Linked DNA regions of Capra hircus: region 2 is linked to region 1. The links are chromatin contacts, called in public Hi-C maps. All regions are on one chromosome and are shown on one strand. Each heading gives the region's core, a stretch centred on a gene start, on an enhancer-like site or on the middle of the called end of the contact. The rest is flanking DNA. Distances are from core to core; before and after follow the strand shown.

Region 1 (4,628 bases), core at 624-3,123:
AAGGCACAGCGCTCGGTGCGAGCCCCTCCCTGTCTGCCTGGCGGAGGGCACCGGAGTCTGTGGTGCCCCCTCGCTCATCACCCTGGCCTTTCCAGGGAGCCTCATGTCCTTAGAGACTGAACACCTTAGCCACAGCTGCCCCAAACCAGACCTGACGGCACATCTGCTCTGAAACCCTGGGAGAGCCCTCCACCCCAGCAGGCTGGGCTCTGCAGCCCTGGGGATACACACGGGACTGGGCCCCACATGCCTTCCTGGGGCTCTTTTTCTGGGGAGGGGGAGAGGGAGCAGGTCCCAGTCTTGCAAGAACCTGTGTGGACAGCTGTCACGTGTCTGCTGCGGTCACCCTGGAGGCTGGCCTGGAAGCCTGTGCCCGCACCCTCAGCCTCTCTGAGTGGGAAGGGCGGGGTACTCAGATCTGGGGTCAAGATGGCTCTGGGTCCTGCTGCTCCAACCCTTACACCCATCTCCTCAGGGGTCTATTGTTCCAAGTCCCTCCAACTCAAAATGTCATCATCACTCAATGTACCTCCTTGAAACTGACCCACCCTCTGCCCCCACTTGTCACCTGTCCCTTCCGATCCTGCCCAGAGCTACACTCCAGAGCAGGCTCTGTCCCCACCGCCCCAGGACCCCAGCCCAGCTCTGCTCAGTGTCTGGACCTGGTGGTGGTCCTTCCCAGGTGTATGTCCGGCTTCTGAAAGCCATGTGCTCCTCTGAAAGCTGTTGGCAGCCTCCTTTTATGTCTGGGAAGAGACCTAAGGCTCCCCTGGACTCTCAGAGCTAAGTGCCCAGCCCAGCACCTGCGACCTTCTCCAACTATCTGCAACTGTCCTCCTTAGAGATACCTTCTGACCTCTGACCTCAGAGACAGGCTCCGCTGGAGTCTTTGCCCCTCAGAACCTGCTCATATGTCCCTAGCCTGTGTCACGGAGGGACCTATGAAGACTGCGCTGGTCTCTGGGTCCTGGGCAGAGCCGGGTGACTGGCGGGTAGTGGGCATCTGGGGAAGAGAGCAGCAGCTCTGCGGGCCCTTCCAGGGCAAGGGCTGGACTTGGGTCTGGAGGTCCCCACTGTCCCCTCCGCCCGGCTCTCAGGACCCACTCTCCAGAAGCGCTCAGCTTGGGGAAGCGCTACTGTGGGACAGCCCTCCGACCAGGTATACAACGACTGGGGCGGGCTGAGAGATGCGTTGGGGGCGGGATATGGTGGCGGTGCGGCGCGGGCGGGCTGAGAGATGCGGGGCCCGGGGGTGGGGAGTGGGGGCGCAGGGGGGGACTCTTCCCGACACCCTCCGCCCCGGGTTCACCGAGCATGTCGTCCACGTGCACGTCGTATCTGTTCCGCCCGTCGCGCTGCACCAGGGTGTAGGTCATCCAGCAGCCCTCGGAGTCGCGCTCCTTGCACTTGCGGCCGCCGGGCACCGGGCTGGACAGCAGCTTCGTCTGCCCGCACGCTGCGCTGCAGTTCTTGGCGAAGGGGCCCTTGTCGAACTTCAGGCACTCGGTGCAGGGGCTGGGGGGAGCCGGGGCGTGAGCGCGGGCGGGGTTGGGAGGAGGGGCCGCCGTGAGCGGCGGGTTTGTGCAGGCCCTTCTGTGGAGGGCGGGCTGCCCGCGCCCCGCCCGCGCCCGCGCCCCCGCCCCGCACCCGGGGCCGGGCAGTGGCTCTCCCCACCCGCAAGGAGGTGCGAGAGCGGCGGGGCGGCGGACACTCACGCGAAGCCAGCGCAGGGCACGGGGCAGCCCGGGCAGTCGATGCACAGGGGCGGCTGGTAGCCGGGGTCGCACTGGCACACGTTGCAGCGGCATCGGCCCCGGCCGCTGCACTCGACGCCGTCCAGGTTGAGGCAGCCCTGAGTGGACTTGAGGCACTGGCACGCCGAGCCCTCATGCTGCTCGTTGCACCTGCAGGTGCCGCAGAAGCAGAGCCCCCTCTCTGGAAGACAGCGCGGCCGCGGACTCAGTCCCGCCCCAGCCCCCGCCCGCGCCCTAACCCCATCCCCGCCCAAACTCCTCCCTCCCCGCCCTGGAAGACAAGGCCGCCGCGGACTCAGTCCCTCACGAGCCCCGCCCTGGCCAAAGCCCCCGGCCCCACGCGGCCGAGGCTCTTCCCGCGGCCCCCCAGCGCTCACTCTCGCCCCCGCAGACTTGGCCGTCGTAGCGCTCGCAGTTGACGTTGTCGCACTCGCAGAACTGGCCGTAGATCTTCTTGTTGGGCACGTCGCTCGTGTGGCACACGCACTGCCCGCAGATGCAGTCCCCTAGCCCCGAGCAGATGATGGAGCTGTTGTCCTTGCGGCAGCTGCCCTCCAGCTCCTGGCTGCTCCGGCCGTGCGTCTGGCACTCGCAGTTCTTCCCGATGTAGCCGGCGTCGCACCTGCGGGAATGCGGGGTCAGAGCCCCCCGGGGCGCACCCTGCTTCCGCGCGCCGGCGCCGGGGGCGGGGCGGGGTGCGGCCTCACCTGCAGACGCCGCACTCCATCGAGCCTCTGCCACCGCAGACGCTGCGGTCCCTGCTGGCGTCCCGGCATTGGCACTCGCACTGGGGAAGGACCCGCACGGTCACCGTGTCCGTGAAGCCCAGCGCCCGGATGGTGAAGGACTGCTCCTGGATGCACTCGGTGGCTGTGACCTTCACCTGGAAGGTGATCTGTCATGGGAACGTAGAGCTCCGGTGAGCACGGGACCCCAGGGTCGTGACCCTACTCTGATCTCCTCTGGGCAGCATGGACAAGGGCACAGCCCAGAAGAGGAAGGGCCACCGCCCTCTGTTGCCAGGCTGGTGGAGTGGATCGAGGTGGGAGAGGGGAAGGACAGGGACATTCCAGGTGGCTCCAGGGCTCAGGAAGGGAGATGAGGGAGAAGATGACAGCTGGAAACTCAGAGATGCTGAAACATGCGCCCCCACGCAGCTCCCCCCACCCACCATCCTCAGGTGGCCTGGACTTGCGCGGAGGTCTCTTTAGAATTCTTTTAATCACGCATCTCTTAAAGGGATTTTAAAGTGACTTTGTATTAATAAATTATGTCTTTTTTCTCCAGGTATTTTGTCCTGAAGCCCGGAGGCTAAGATGTCAGAATACCATAGGAAGTCCCAGATTCTGCCTGTGAGGGTGTATCTTGAGCCTGAATGCCCCAGGAGAACTGAGCCGGCAGCACAGAATCCCCCCACCTACACTGCTCTGCTGCTCAGCCCGCAGGGAGCTTCAGGGAGCACCCGCTCAGCCTCACTGCCAGTCAACGGTAAGTGAGTCTCCACCCAGTACATGAAGACAGAGCGGAAGCATCAGGGAGGAATCAGGCAGCCAACACTGGGCGCATTCAGGTATGGATCCCTCAGTAAGAGGGGCAGAGATTTCAGTCAAAATTCACATGCATTTAGTAAGGCACATATTTGAAAGAATTTCAATGTCATTCAGAAATAAAAGCAAGTATTTTGCTGAATATTAATTCACAGCTGGTGAAAGGAAATGATTAATCATTCCTGGTCATGGCAAATTTAAACTATTAGAGAAATAACTCACTGCCTGCTTGTAATCATCTGTGTGGCCCCTGCTTTAATGTCTTTGTCAAAAAACAAGAATACAGGGACTTCCCTGGTGGTCCAGGGGTTGAGAACCTGCCTTCCAATGCAGGGGACTTGGGGTTCCACCCCAGGCTGGGGAACTAAGATCCCACATGCCAAGGGGCAACTAAGCCCGCTCACCACAACTGGAGAGCCCACGTGACACAATGAAGACCTGATGCAGCCAAATAAATTCATAACAATAATAACAATAAACAAAACCACAAAATCAGGAAAATCAAACCAAAGCAGATGCCCAGAGGGGAAGGAATGCCCTTTTTAGGTGCGTGGGGCTATGCCCAGCATCTGCCACCAGGGGGCGCTGCAGTCCTCACAGTCGGGGGTCTGTCCCCATCAGGCCACAGCGTGTGTGGATTTTAAAGAGAAGGAACTGGATCGGAGGTGGACAGGCCCAACCTCTAGCTGATCCCCGGTAGGCCGTTGGCCAGGGCACACCCTCTTGCTGTTCCAGGGGAGCCCCTTCCAGAGGCTGGGAGGGAGCCTCACCGGGACGTTGATCTGGACGCCGTCACAGTCCCCTCTGGGCTGGTCCACCTGTGACACCCCGTTACTGCAGAAGGAGTCGTAGGCGACTTTCAGGGTGTCAGGGAGGGTGTTGTGATCCAGGAATACTCTGGAGGACAGTTTCTGTGGGGAGACAGTAGTACCATCAGACCCATCTTCCAGGCCACGGCTGGCATGCCTCTAACCTCCCCCACCACCCACCACGCATCCATGGAGAGCTCTGTGGGTGCCAGGTTACCCATGTCATGCCCCTCAAGACAGGCCAGTGGAGGGTACGGACGTGGAGACGGGTCCCAGCCCCATGAGAACAGAAGCTCAACTGCCCACTCACCACTGAAACCCCAGTGCCTGGCACAGGGCAGGAGCTGGAAAAACTGTTTACGTGAATGAGAGAGAGACAGACACAGAGAGAGATAAACAGAGAGACACAGAGGTAGACACAGAAAGGTGAGACAGCCCCTCCCAGGCAGCATCTGGAGTTTGGGAGGGCCTGCTGGGGCTTAGGGCTCCAACAGGGCAGGAGCAGCAGATGGAGCTCC
Region 2 (4,119 bases), core at 12-2,511, 48 kb after region 1:
CAGCAGCTGGACAGTCTTTTCCTTTAATTGAGAAAGCATGGACTGCACAGAAAGGGCAAAAAGCAAACCTGAAATGCACGCTGCCTTGCAGGCCTCTGGAGCTGGCCAGGGGCCCAGCCACTGGGGGTCAGGCAAGGGAGCAGGCCTTCAGGCCAGGGGCCAAGCCCGGGGCCTCCCTGCCTAGATGGCTCAGGAAACAAGCCTGATTGGATGCAGAGAATCCAAGTGTTGATGATCAGGTCCAGTGATGCTGGGACCCATAGAACACAGCTGTTCCTAGAATGCGTCTCCTAGTGTCTTGGCACTGGCTGCCAGGAGGTCGTTCCTGGATGCCAGCTGGATTAGCATGGTGTCTGCATGCACCCCGGCCCTAAGTGTACCCAACAGTCATTACTCTGTGTCTTCCTTAGATCAGGGCTTCCCTGGTGGCTCAGATGGTAAAGAATCTGCTTGCAATGTGGGAGACTTGGGTTCGATCCCTGGCTCAGATCTGTGTGTCAGAAAGATCCCCTGGAGGAGGGAATGGCTATTTAGTCCAGTATTCTTGCCTGGAGAATTCCATGGACAGAGGAGCCTGGTGGGCTGCAGTCCATGGAATCCTAAAGAGCTGGACATGACTGAGTGACTAACACTTTTTCACTTTCACTCCTTAGGCCTGGCACAGCTGCAGAACCAGAGAATGTCTCCTGACACACCTTAAAGAAGTTGCAGGTGCCACCAGATGGGTGGGGATATGACTGGGTGGTGGGTTCGACCTTTTCCACGCTCCAGGAAGCCTCCCCAGCAGTTCCATTAGTCTTGGTCACAGCCTGGCAACAGGTTCTAGCCAAAGGAAGCTGGTCTAGCAGGCACTGGTCAGACACCCACCCTGGCCCTGCAGAGGCGGTGATAGCAGGACTACAGACAGGGTGGGAGCGCCGGACCTGAGAGCTGGCTTCGGGGGCTTCTTCCAGGGACATTTCTCTCCAGCCCCAGTCGAGATCCGTAAGTCCTGGCACAATGTCTCCGAGGTGCCTGCAGTCCTCAGTCCTTTGCTCTCTTCCTTCCCCGAGGGCATTTTTGACAGGCGCAAGCAAACACACTCGTGTACTTCAGCACACTTGATCCCCTCCAGCGTTCTAACCGATCATTCCCCAGATCGCACTGAGGCTGCGATTAACCAACCACACCTGCCCTGGGCGGCGGGGCGGGGCCGAAGGCGGGACCAGGCGCCTCACGACCCCCGTCGTCAGCACCGCCGCCTCGCCGCTCTGTGGCCCCGCCCTTCTCCTCTCTGAAGCCTAACAGCCGGCGCGGGCGGGATCGCGACTCCTGTTTCCGCCCGGCGGTCAGAGTGCCGGACCAGCTTCCGGCAGCGTGTGCTGCTTGAGCTCCGTGACTTCTAGCCGGCTGTGAGTCTTCGCCGGGAAGATGGGGAAAGTGAGGAGCCTGAGGGCCCGGGTGCACCAGGTTGCCGTGAGGCCCACGGGGGAGGCAGCGCCTGGCCTCGCGTCCCCCGCCCGGGAGGTAGCCCCTCTGCAGTCCTCGACTGGTGGAGTCGCGGGGAAGGTAAGCTGAGGATACTGCGGGCGGTAGGGGTGGGAAGGGGGAGCGGGTGGAAGAAGGGGGCCGCGGACCGGAGTCGGGCGCCACGCTGTGCGGCCCCGGGACCGCCCTCGGCGGGCTTTGCCGCACGGTCTGTGAGCCTTCCCGGTGCACGAAGTGTCGTGGCCTCCGTGGACCGTCAGGCTCGGAGCAAGAGGTTGACTTGCTCCGCGTCTGGAGTTCTGCCAGGGAGAACCAGAAACCTTCCACCTCGAATTGTAGAAATCTGCGCGAAAAAGGTAAATATTCCTTTACGTCGTAGCTGCGCTCCAAGGAAAGGAAAGGGGATTGCCAGGATTAAGGAAAAAAGGGAAGAGCAAACTGAAGAGATCACGCTGTACCCTGGAGCTGTTCCCTCCTCTTCCCCCATCCCCTGCCTCGGCGGTCCCCTCAGCCCTCCCGGCCCTGAGCAGCCGCTCGTCTTTGCCTGTGTCTGTACATTTCACATGGATGGGGTCGTGTAGGTTTCCGCCTTTGCGTTTGATTTTTTGGACTTAGCACAGCGTTTTCAGTGCTCACGCAGGTTGTATGACGTTTAATAATGCTTCATTCTTTTTTATGGTGGAATCACCTTCTACTGTGTGGTTAGACCGTGTTTTGTTTATCCAGGTGCTGACCCTGGAGCTGCCTGGAAGCATTTACTGGTGTTTGTAGTCAAGGGGCCAACCCTGGACAGTGGACAAAATCCTCTTGGTTTGTGGGAACAGTGGCTTTGGGTCAGTAATGCTGAAGAGAACAGCCATGTTTGTTAAGCATTTGCTATGTGCCAGTCACTTTACAGGAGAAGGCAATGGCACCCCACTCCAGTACTCTTGCCTGGAAAATCCCATGGACGGAGGAGCGTGGTAGGCTGCAATCCATGGGGTCGCTAAGAGTCGGACACGACTGAGCGACTTCACTTTGACTTTTCACTTTAATGCATTGGAGAAGGAAATGGCAACCCACTCCAGTGTTCTTGCCTAGAGAATCCCAGGGATGGGAGAGCCTGGTGGGCTGCCGTCGATGGGGTCGCACAGAGTCGGACATGACTAAAGTGACGCAGCAGCAGCAGCAGCAGCAGCAGCAGCAGCAGCAGCAGCAGCAGCAGCAGTCACCTTACATCTTTGTAACAGTCCCAGCCCTCATTTTGCAGGGAAAAAACTGAGAGTTTAAATGAACTCCTAGGGGCATTCAGCTGCTGATGGAGGAGCTGATGTGTGATCCCAGGATCTGGCATCAGTGCCCTGGCTTTCATAAAACTTTATTGGGATAGAATTCATGTCATAAAATTCATCCATTTAAAGTGTACAGTTCATTGAGCATTTTAAAAAGAATATTCACAGATTTGTGCAACCATCACTACCAATTTCTGAATGTTTTTGTCACCTCAAAAGGAAATCCCGTACTTACTATCAGTCATTCTGGCAACCACAAATCTGCTTTCTGTCTCTATATATTTGCCTCTCCTGGGCATTTCATATAAATGGAATTAATACGATATGTGGCCTTTTGTGTCAGGATTTTTTCACTGAGCATGTTTTTGAGGTTTGTTCTTATACCATTATTTTTGTAGCACATATTTCTCTGTTGTCCTCATTCTTTTTATGGCTGAAAAATATGTCATTGTGTGAATAAACCAGACCACACTGCATTTTGTTTATCCATTCATAAGTTGGTGGATAGATTGTGTCTCATTTTTGGCTGTCAGGCTACTGCTCTGTACTAATTTTCCTGTGCATTCATGGAACGGAATTGCTAGGATGTACAGAATTCTAAGTTGAGCTTTTTGAGGAATTGCCAGTTTACTTTCCACAATGGTGGCACCATTTTACATTCCCACCAGCAATACACGAGGGCTCCAATTTCTCCGCATCCTCACCAGCAATTGCTGTTGTCTGTCTTTTTGATTATACCCATTCTGCTGGATGTCAGGTGGTATTTCACTCTTTCGAATTGCATTTCCCTAAGGGATAATGAATAATGTTGAATTTTTTTTTTTTTCCCCCCTGGGCTTGTTAGCTGTTTATCTTTGGAGAAATGTCTTTTCAAGTCCTTTGCTCACTTAAAAGTCATTGTTTTCTCTTTCTGTTGAGTTGTCAAGAGTTATATATTCCGGACACTAAACTTTATCAGAGAAATATGGTTTGCAAATATTTTTTCCACTTCAGTGGGTTGTCTTTTTATTTCCTTGCAATTGCCCTTGGAAGCACAGAGTTTTTAATTTTTGTAACATCAGTTTCTCTTGCTTTCCCTTGTTGCTTATCCTTTGGGTGTTGTGAGATGTCAGGGTTTAGTTGAAAAGCTCAGGGGAGTCCGAGCAGTTTGGTTAAGGCTCTGTCTCTTTGTTGATATTCTCTGATGAGACGTTGTCATCATACTTCTGGTTCTTTAGACATGCTCTCTTTCAGTCCTGTGGCCAAGATGAGGCCATTGCCAAGTCCAACCCGTGGGCCCCTCGGACACAGCTTCTGTTGCCTAGGTCTTGTTCCCAGTCCCTCTGCGTGCGTCATGCTGGGTTGTTTTTGAGAGCTGGCTGTCTTCGGTAGTGCATGTCAG

The links. Hi-C and Micro-C count contacts between places; a contact is called where the count stands out from the background.
Region 2: a contact with region 1 is called in a Hi-C map of blood, with 6 times the contacts expected there. The contact joins the promoter of FAM207A here to the enhancer-like site in region 1. A contact is called at or near these places in 3 of 5 Hi-C or Micro-C datasets (all in blood).

The regions. Positions count from the first base shown.
Region 1 is chr1:144,695,653-144,700,280 of ARS1.2, forward strand. ITGB2 (integrin subunit beta 2) reads right to left here. Exons shown (of 16, transcript NM_001285538.1): 10 at 4,072-4,212; 11 at 2,462-2,649; 12 at 2,132-2,376; 13 at 1,716-1,935; 14 at 1,310-1,515. Among named protein-coding and RNA genes, the nearest start is that of ITGB2, 27 kb to the right of the region's middle. Within about 2 kb of position 1,874, at least 1 of the 5 cell types and tissues checked has an H3K27ac peak or open chromatin away from gene starts, as enhancers often do.
Region 2 is chr1:144,743,954-144,748,072 of ARS1.2, forward strand. It overlaps FAM207A (protein FAM207A), which reads left to right and starts at 1,262. Exons shown (of 6, transcript XM_018052151.1): 1 at 1,262-1,548. The coding sequence starts at 1,411.